Linked DNA regions of Zea mays: region 2 is linked to region 1. A link is a contact called in public Hi-C data. All regions are on one chromosome and are shown on one strand. Each heading gives the region's core, a stretch centred on a gene start, on an enhancer-like site or on the middle of the called end of the contact. The rest is flanking DNA. Distances are from core to core; before and after follow the strand shown.

Region 1 (3,962 bases), core at 728-3,227:
AAAAGGGGGAGATTGAAAGGGAAATGTACCCCTGTGACATTTATATAAGATTTTGGTGATTAAGTGCTCCACACAAATGCTTTGAGTAATATTTATGCCAAAGACTTAAGAAGTGCAAATCAAGAGTAAAGGTACGTTTTTAAGACTTAGTACATTGTTTTGGAGACTAATGTATTGTGTCTAAGTGCTAGAAACAGGAAAAGACCAATTTGGAAAAGACTTGGCTGAGCAGCCAAGACTCTGTGCAGTCTGGGAGCACCAGACTGTCCGGTGGTGCACCGGACAGTGTCCGGTGCGCCAGGCTGGCGTCTGTCAACTGGCTGCTCTCGGGACTTCGACGGCGGTGTACGACTATAAATCACCGGACTGTCCGGTGAGCCAACAGTCGGCCGTGCAATCTGCGCGAGACACGTGGCCGAGCCAACGGTCAGAAGGGGGCACCGGACTGTCCGGTGCGCCAACGGCTCCAAGACTTCAACGGTCGGCTGCGCCAGAATAGGAAGGAAATCCGCACCGGACTGTCCGGTGCGCCAGTCGACAGAAGGAAAGATTTGCTTTCCTGGAATGCTCTCAACGGCTCCTAGCTGCCTTGGGCTATAAAAGGGACCCCTAGGCACATGGAGGAGAACACCAAGCATTCTATAAGCATTCCTAAGCACCAAGACTCCAATTCCGCACATTTGATTCTTTGTGATAGCAACTAGAGCTCCATTTGAGTAGAGAACTCTTCGGGTTGTGTTGTGAGCTCAAGTTGCGACTTGTGTGCGTGTTTGTGCTCTGATTTTGTGTCTTGTGTGCGTTGCTCATCCCATCCTTACTTCCGTGCTTCTTTGTGAACATCAAATTGTAAGGGCGAGAGGCTCCAAGTTGTGGAGATTCCTCGCGAGCGGATATAGTGAAGCAAAGCAAACACCGTGGTATTCAAGTGGGTCTTTGGACCGCTTGAGAGGGGTTGAGTGCAACCCTTGTCCGTTGGGACGCCACAACGTGGAGTAGGCAAGTGTTGGATTTGGCCGAACCACGGGATAAACCACTGTGCCTATCTGTGTTGATCTTCTTGTGGTTATTGTGTCTTGCAAGAACTCCTCTCTAGCCACTTGACATTATTGTGCTAACTCCTAATCAAGTTTTGTGGCATTAAGTTTCAAGTTTTTACAGGATCACCTATTCACCCCCCTCTAGGTGCTCTCAACTAGAAGCACACAATCCTGATTCTAGTTCTAGGCTCCAGCAACACACTGCACATGACACAGTAAGCAACACATGTCATAGTAACAACAACACTTAGGGTATTTCGGGTTTATTGGGTAGTTCGGGTACCACGAGCTATCACCTGATTAGGCCCAAACTTAATTTGGGTATCCAGTTTTGTTACCCGCTTAAACTATTCGGGTATCGGGTTTCGGGCTAAACGGGCACGGGTTCGAGTATTTCGGTTTTTGGGCTTCGGGCTTGAGTTTTATGCCTAGATCTAGGGGTAGCGCTGCAGGGCAAGGGGAGGGAGTTGTAGCCGCTAGCAAGGGAAGGGGGCTGCTCAGCGGAGACCGCTGCGGCCAGCCTTACTGAGCAAGGGTAGGGGGTTCCTGCGGAAGGGGCTCTAATCTCCCCCTTTCACTAATTAGTCCATTTAATTGCAAAATTAGTATATTTTTAATATAATTACCAGATAATAATGTGTATTATGATACTATAGATATGAATAATATTTTTTTTAAACTCTAAATATTGATGTATAAAAGACAAATATCTCAGTTAAAGGGTAAAAGAGCTAAATAGGGTGGAATGGTTGGAGAGAAAGACAAATATGGAGAAAATAATTGACGGAAAGATATTAAATATGAATAGAAAGTAAGAATATATAGATTTGGCTGGATGAATGGTTGAAGATAGTTTTAGATATTTTAGAAATATTATTTCTAATTTAATGCTTATGTTTTGGTTGTAGGTTTTATAATAGTCGTTTGACTTTAATCTGTATCAATTTCTCCTCCACCAAGTTCCTCCTCCCTTCGACTTCCTCTCCCCCGTCTGGCCGTGCAGCCCCGGAGGCGTCACTGGGCAAGGAGGCTGGGGTGGGGACCTCAAACGCCATGGATGTGCAGCCCTAGGCACCAGGTACAAAAACGAGCCATATGTTCCCAGTTGCCATGCCATCCATTCAGAGTTTCAGACGGCCGCGTTCACCCATCTTCCCCCTTTATTTCTCCTGTTTGCCTCACTACCTCTCTCGCCTTTTTTACCCCCTCCCAACGACGACTAGGCGACTACCGCCGCCGGTCTTCGCCGGCGACGAGAGCCCATCAGGCTGCACGGGCCTTCTCTTCCCTAAATTATGTGCGAAATCGAGCACTCGAAACCTTAACATGAGCCATCTGTATCGGTATCTGACCCAGTTACAAGTATATACATGGTACCTACTCCCTCCGTCCCCAAAAAAAATATGGTTCTTGTCCAGATTCAAAGCTAGAATCACATTCTTTTTGGGGGAGAGGGAGTTAGTTTTGAGGTTTGTTTTGGACAGAAATCGTAGGCTCTGTACTGGGTCCGCCAATAGTACTTGTTCCAATTTCTGTGCAGCGACGAAATTCTAAGCTGGTATTACATATATACACGCCAAGTAATTTGACACTGAAATGCAATCTTTGCTAGCTGAATGCCTGAATTTGAAATTCCATTAGGCCCGTTTGTTTCATTGGAATTGAATTCTATTCTAGTAATCATAATTTAGACACAAACCAATTAAGTTAACACATTTCAACATTTGTATATATAATGTATTTGTATATTATCCAAAATTATATGATAGAGATAGCTATACACTACACTTATGCTATAAGTTGTACATTAGAAAAGTAGCATGTAAATCTATCGAATCAATTTTTATCTCTCGTCCCATGAATTTGAGATAGGCTTATATATAAACTTTGAAAATTTGTGTAATATCACATTCTAAAAAATAGCCTACTCCATTAGTTAGATTCTAATTCCTCAAAATGAAGGGAAACAAACGGGGCCTTATGGTTTTTGAGTGTTTGACGGAGTTCCTTTTAATTTTGGTTCTGAGAAGGAACGACACACACATACATGGAAGAGATGGAGTGGGAGTAATACATGTTTTTTTTGGTATTTTTAGGCTATGACGTTTTTACTCATCAGCATATATTTGGGGCTTAGGATGGTGGTACATGCTGTGTAGTTGCGTTATAATTACTTCTTTCATTGTAAGGAATATGGATGTTTTACATCAACCCTAAATGTACTCCACATGCCATGGATATTCGTTTATGCACTGCTAAGGAAATCCTCCTCCATGAGGATTTTTTGTTCCTCCAGAAGGAACTTAGTTTTTCAGGAGTGCACTTATTCATGTATCAAGACTAAATTCTGTTTATGTTACAAGTTTTCAGTTGTCCTTTTTTCACATGCCATCATGTTAAATCTGCTGATTTTGATTCATTAAGATATTAGGATGGATGGAGTCACACAAGCTGTTGAAAATCTTAAGAAAGAATGGGGCCAAGCAGTTTCACAGCTTGACGAGAACATTACTGCAATCAAATCATGTGGAAAAACAGGGAAAGGGACAGAGGAAGCAAATTCTCTTCCAAGGTTGAATGGTTCTGCACAGGATGCTCTGCAGTTGCTGAAGTCACTGCAGTTCCAGCTTGATCTTCTAGCACAGCAGCTTCCCACTTTTGATGAGGTGCAGTCTGGTCAAGCAACCTTGAAGTCATGGGATGAACAATACAAGAAGTAAGATATTCTTGGAGACTTGGAGTTTGTTTACTTTTGTTATCCTTTTTAGACTACTTTTTTTATATAAACCTTGAACATTTTTGCAGGCTTCGTATTAGCTTGAGGAATGCTAACTTAGAAGCAAAAGACAACATTAGACAAGCTGCTGAAGAGGAGGTACGCGATTATGCCTGGACTTTGATGATATTGATCCAAGTGATGAGCTG
Region 2 (3,962 bases), core at 593-3,092, 200 kb before region 1:
TTTATAAAAAAAAAAGGAGAACAAAAATTTAGTAAAATCAACTTAAGGCTATTTTCAATAGATCCGCGAACGTGGAAAATAAGAGGTCGCATGCAACGGCTCACGTTTCCAATAGAGCGAGGATGAAGACACCCAAAAGGGACACTAGCTGTCGTCGTATTCTAAAATCCACGGATTCTCTCATCTCGATTTGTATGTCCGCATACGTGCATGGCTGGAAGGGGCATTTCTTTTGAGCGTTCGTATCGCAGCAGCTCATTTTGCGCGTCTGTATCCATAGACCGTCCTGTCTGCTGGTACCTGTATTATATACTAGTGTAGTAGACTGTAGACATAGACTCACCGTCTTGTCACGCCCCGGCGGCCGATCGGCTCATCGGTAAATGTGCAATATAAATTTAGTGATATTGTAAAGATTTAAATTGGAACTTCTATAGCAGACACTCAGCCTACTTTAGTTTGTGTTTTGACCAGGCTAAAAAAACTTCAGGCTGCCCGCTCCGCTGCAACGCTGCTTATATACATTTAACTTTACCTGGCTGGTGGCTCGATGCCAATCATGTGGTGACATTTTTTTGAGAGAGGCCAGGCGTACATTTTGCAACTTTGCAGGCCGTGGCTGTTTGCTGCGCGGGCGACAAGCGTTCGTGGCGTATGTGCAACGTCGCATGCGACTAGGGCGTCGGGATCCTCTTGGCTGCGTCCTCGGATTCTACTTTGGTTTGGGTGCTGTAGTAAATTTAATTTTTGTTTGTTTAAATAAAATTCACTCTTTTTTTTTCTATCTCTCATGCGTGTTTTTATTCTGAGGGAGTGTGTGTTCCTCTAAAAGTTTAGTTTGGATCACGTCTTTTAGTTTTTATCTATATTAGTTAGTTTTTATAAGTACACTATATTTAATACCTGTAAAAAAATATTTGCCATTTACTATTTAAAGTCTGTCAAATAAAGTCGAATATGTAAAGGGTCAGATCAATCGCTAACGTGACATTCCACCTAAGGCCTTGTTCGATTATTCCAATTTCATGTGGATTGAAGTGTATTAGGATGGATTGAGATGGATTTTGACTTGCTATGGATTTAAACCGACTCGATACCACCCAGTCCACATGGATTAAAGGTGAAACGAACAAGCTCTAATAGGGGGAGGGGGTCATGTGACCTTTGAAAAAGTTTATAAACCTAGATGACACACTTTACATCGTTAATGGGGGTTTATGTGACCTTGAATGAATAGTACATGGACATAGATAACACCCGAAATTGTTTATGGACTGTTGATGCACTTTGCTCAAACTAAAATTGAGGACACCTAAATTTTAGTAAATCTCCATAACAAAAATAATGTATATCTAGAAAAACCTAAATGTCTTATAATCAAAAATAAATTCCGTAGTACTATTCTGGTCCCGCTTGTTATTGAAGAACATTTGATATTTTTTTGGGGTGTAAACACCTACGCACGGAATATGTTTTGTACAAACTAAAACGCACGGGTGTATTTTCTACGAAGTATAAGTGTACGTCACAGGAATAAAGCAAGATACGACACGCGGGACAATTTGTCATCATGGCGCAATGATAAGTAAAGGCGAAACATGCTAATCCAAGAGAGAGAGATAGTTAGAGCTGTGTTGTTTTTATATCTAGCTAGAGCTGTTAGCTTAGAGCAATGTATTTATGGGACTGCTGGCAGATGTATTTATTACAGAACGACAAAGAAAGTACAACAAACGTAGTACTTATGGCCGGGTTGAGGGAGTAGTATTATGGGACGACGGAGGGGAGTGCATCCAAGCGTGCATTTACTGTTTCCAGCCGAATTCGCTAGATTGCGAGTGTTTGTCATTTTCTAATCCATTTGCAGCAGTAGCTAGGCTGTGGTGCAGAACGTTTCGGCGGGGGGCGCAGCGCAGTGGCTCGAGCACGAGGCCGATAAATTAGCAGCCCTCGGCCTTGGAAATGGAATCCCAAGGCATAATTTAGCTACTACCCCTACCCCCGCGCATTGGTTCCGTTCCATCCCAAGCTAACACAGGCATCGTATATATGGCGGGCGACGACGGGGCGGACGCGTCGGAGCGGCTGGAGAGCATCCTGACGGCGGAGGCGGCGGCGTCGCCGTGGGCCGCGGCCGCCATCGAGCTGCGGCTGCTGACGCGGCTGGCGGCGCCCGCGGTGGTGATGTACATGATCAACTACCTCATGTCCATGTCCACGCAGATCTTCTCGGGCCACCTCGGCAACCTGGAGCTCGCCGCCGCGTCGCTCGGCAACGCCGGCGTCCAGATGTTCGCCTACGGCCTAATGGTACGTACGCCACAGTCGCATACTGTATCGTCTCTGGCTGCAGCAGCATGTAGCTGCAGCTGGGTTTATTTCTCCTACTTTCGCTTGCCTTGCTTTGCTTTGCTTTCGCCGTCGTGGATGCGTAGTTGTCCCTCCCGATTCTCCCCCGGGCTCCTCGATTATTAGACTGTTTCATTTCATTTACCAAGCCACTGTGGCAGCAGACCCACGTTAGAGAATCTGGCGCTCCGACGTCCGGACAAAGCTTCGTGCGCGCTCCTCGTGCCGAACCGCTCCGCCCGATCTCTGTTTCACGCGCCCCCTAAGCTCGCCAGCAGAAACCACGTCCCCCACGCCTCTGGATACGCGCCACGTCGTTCCACGCTAAAATATTGGCTCCAAAATATAAAAACATTTGCAACGTAAAGTCCCAAATAGCTAAAGCATTTAAAACACGCACTTCTAACGTAGTACGTATAAATACATTTTTGCCGAGCGCGAAAGACTCGGTAACAAAAATACACTTTGCAAAACGTCGTCAAAAGCCGACTCTATGACGGCCGTTACTTATGTCGAGTGTCTATATAAGACATTTGACAAAAGTCTTGTCTTTGCCGAGTGTCAAAGGGAAGACACTCGACAAAATTTATTTGTCTTTTTTTTCTTCTTTTTTCCAACTTTCAAACACAGTGTTCACAAAATATGACCAAAAACTTGCAATCCAGTTATTTTAAAGTTGTATAAAACACAAAGTTAAAAAATCATGAAACTTGTCGAAATGTCATAATATCATATGTAGCTGTTGTGATAAAAATTTGACAATGTTTAATGAAAGTTGTCATGTACAAAACTTGTGCAACCTTTACATGAAATCATAAACCTTCTACATAGATTATTGTATTTGTACACAGACACAACGTACATGACAATGACAACTTTTACGAAACATCGTGAAACATTGTCAAATACTTGGTGTTGATTTGTGAGATACATGGTGTTGGTGATATTTATATTTGTGAAACTTGTTAGTGTGGTGCTATTTGTGAGATATGTGGTGTTGGTGATACATGTGATGATTCTGTGATATATATGTGACGCCAATGATATATATCTTTTGTTTGTTTGGTGTAATAACAAAAACAAAATAAAAAGGGGTTCTCTGGGCACTTTACCGAGTGCAATGACCATAGCACTTGGCAAAGAAGGCACACCTACGAACAGATAAAACTTCTTTGTTGAGTGTTATGGTAATGACACTCGACAAAAAGGCGTCTTTACCGAGTGCCATAATGACACTTGGCACAAAGCCGACGCTTAGGGCCCACGGAAGCTATCTTTGCCAAGTACCTGCTAGCCTAACACTCGGCAAAGAAGGAATCTTTGCCGAGTGCTAGCAATCAGTGGTGAAGACACACCCCGGGCCACCAGGCCCATGGCTCGGGGTGTGGCCGTCGCCGTGCTGTCCTGTTGTGCCCCGCCGTCGTGCCCCACCGCCACCATGCCCCATCCAGTGTGTGGTGCCCAGGCTGCCTGTGGCCCGGGGCTTGCCCCAAGGCTGGTTTCGCCGCCGCTAGCGAGCACACTCGCAGAAACCGACATGGGGACCCACTAGAACTCCCTTTATCGAGTGCCTGTTGGCTTGGCACTCGACAAAGAAAGTGTCTTTGTCAAGT

Evidence for each region. A called contact is a pair of places that touch in the nucleus more often than the background predicts.
Region 2: a contact with region 1 is called in a Hi-C map of leaf, with 4 times the contacts expected there. The contact joins the promoter of LOC103643608 here to the promoter of LOC100284137 in region 1. A contact is called at or near these places in 3 of 25 Hi-C or Micro-C datasets (ear, leaf and tassel).

What each region holds. Positions count from the first base shown.
Region 1 is chr1:250,927,575-250,931,536 of Zm-B73-REFERENCE-NAM-5.0, reverse strand. It overlaps LOC100284137 (sec20 family protein), which reads left to right and starts at 1,977. Exons shown (of 8, transcript NM_001412745.1): 1 at 1,977-2,115; 2 at 3,462-3,753; 3 at 3,843-3,912. The coding sequence starts at 3,470.
Region 2 is chr1:251,126,867-251,130,828 of Zm-B73-REFERENCE-NAM-5.0, reverse strand. LOC103643608 (protein DETOXIFICATION 40) reads left to right here and starts at 1,842. Exons shown (of 7, transcript XM_008666772.4): 1 at 1,842-2,310. The coding sequence starts at 2,050.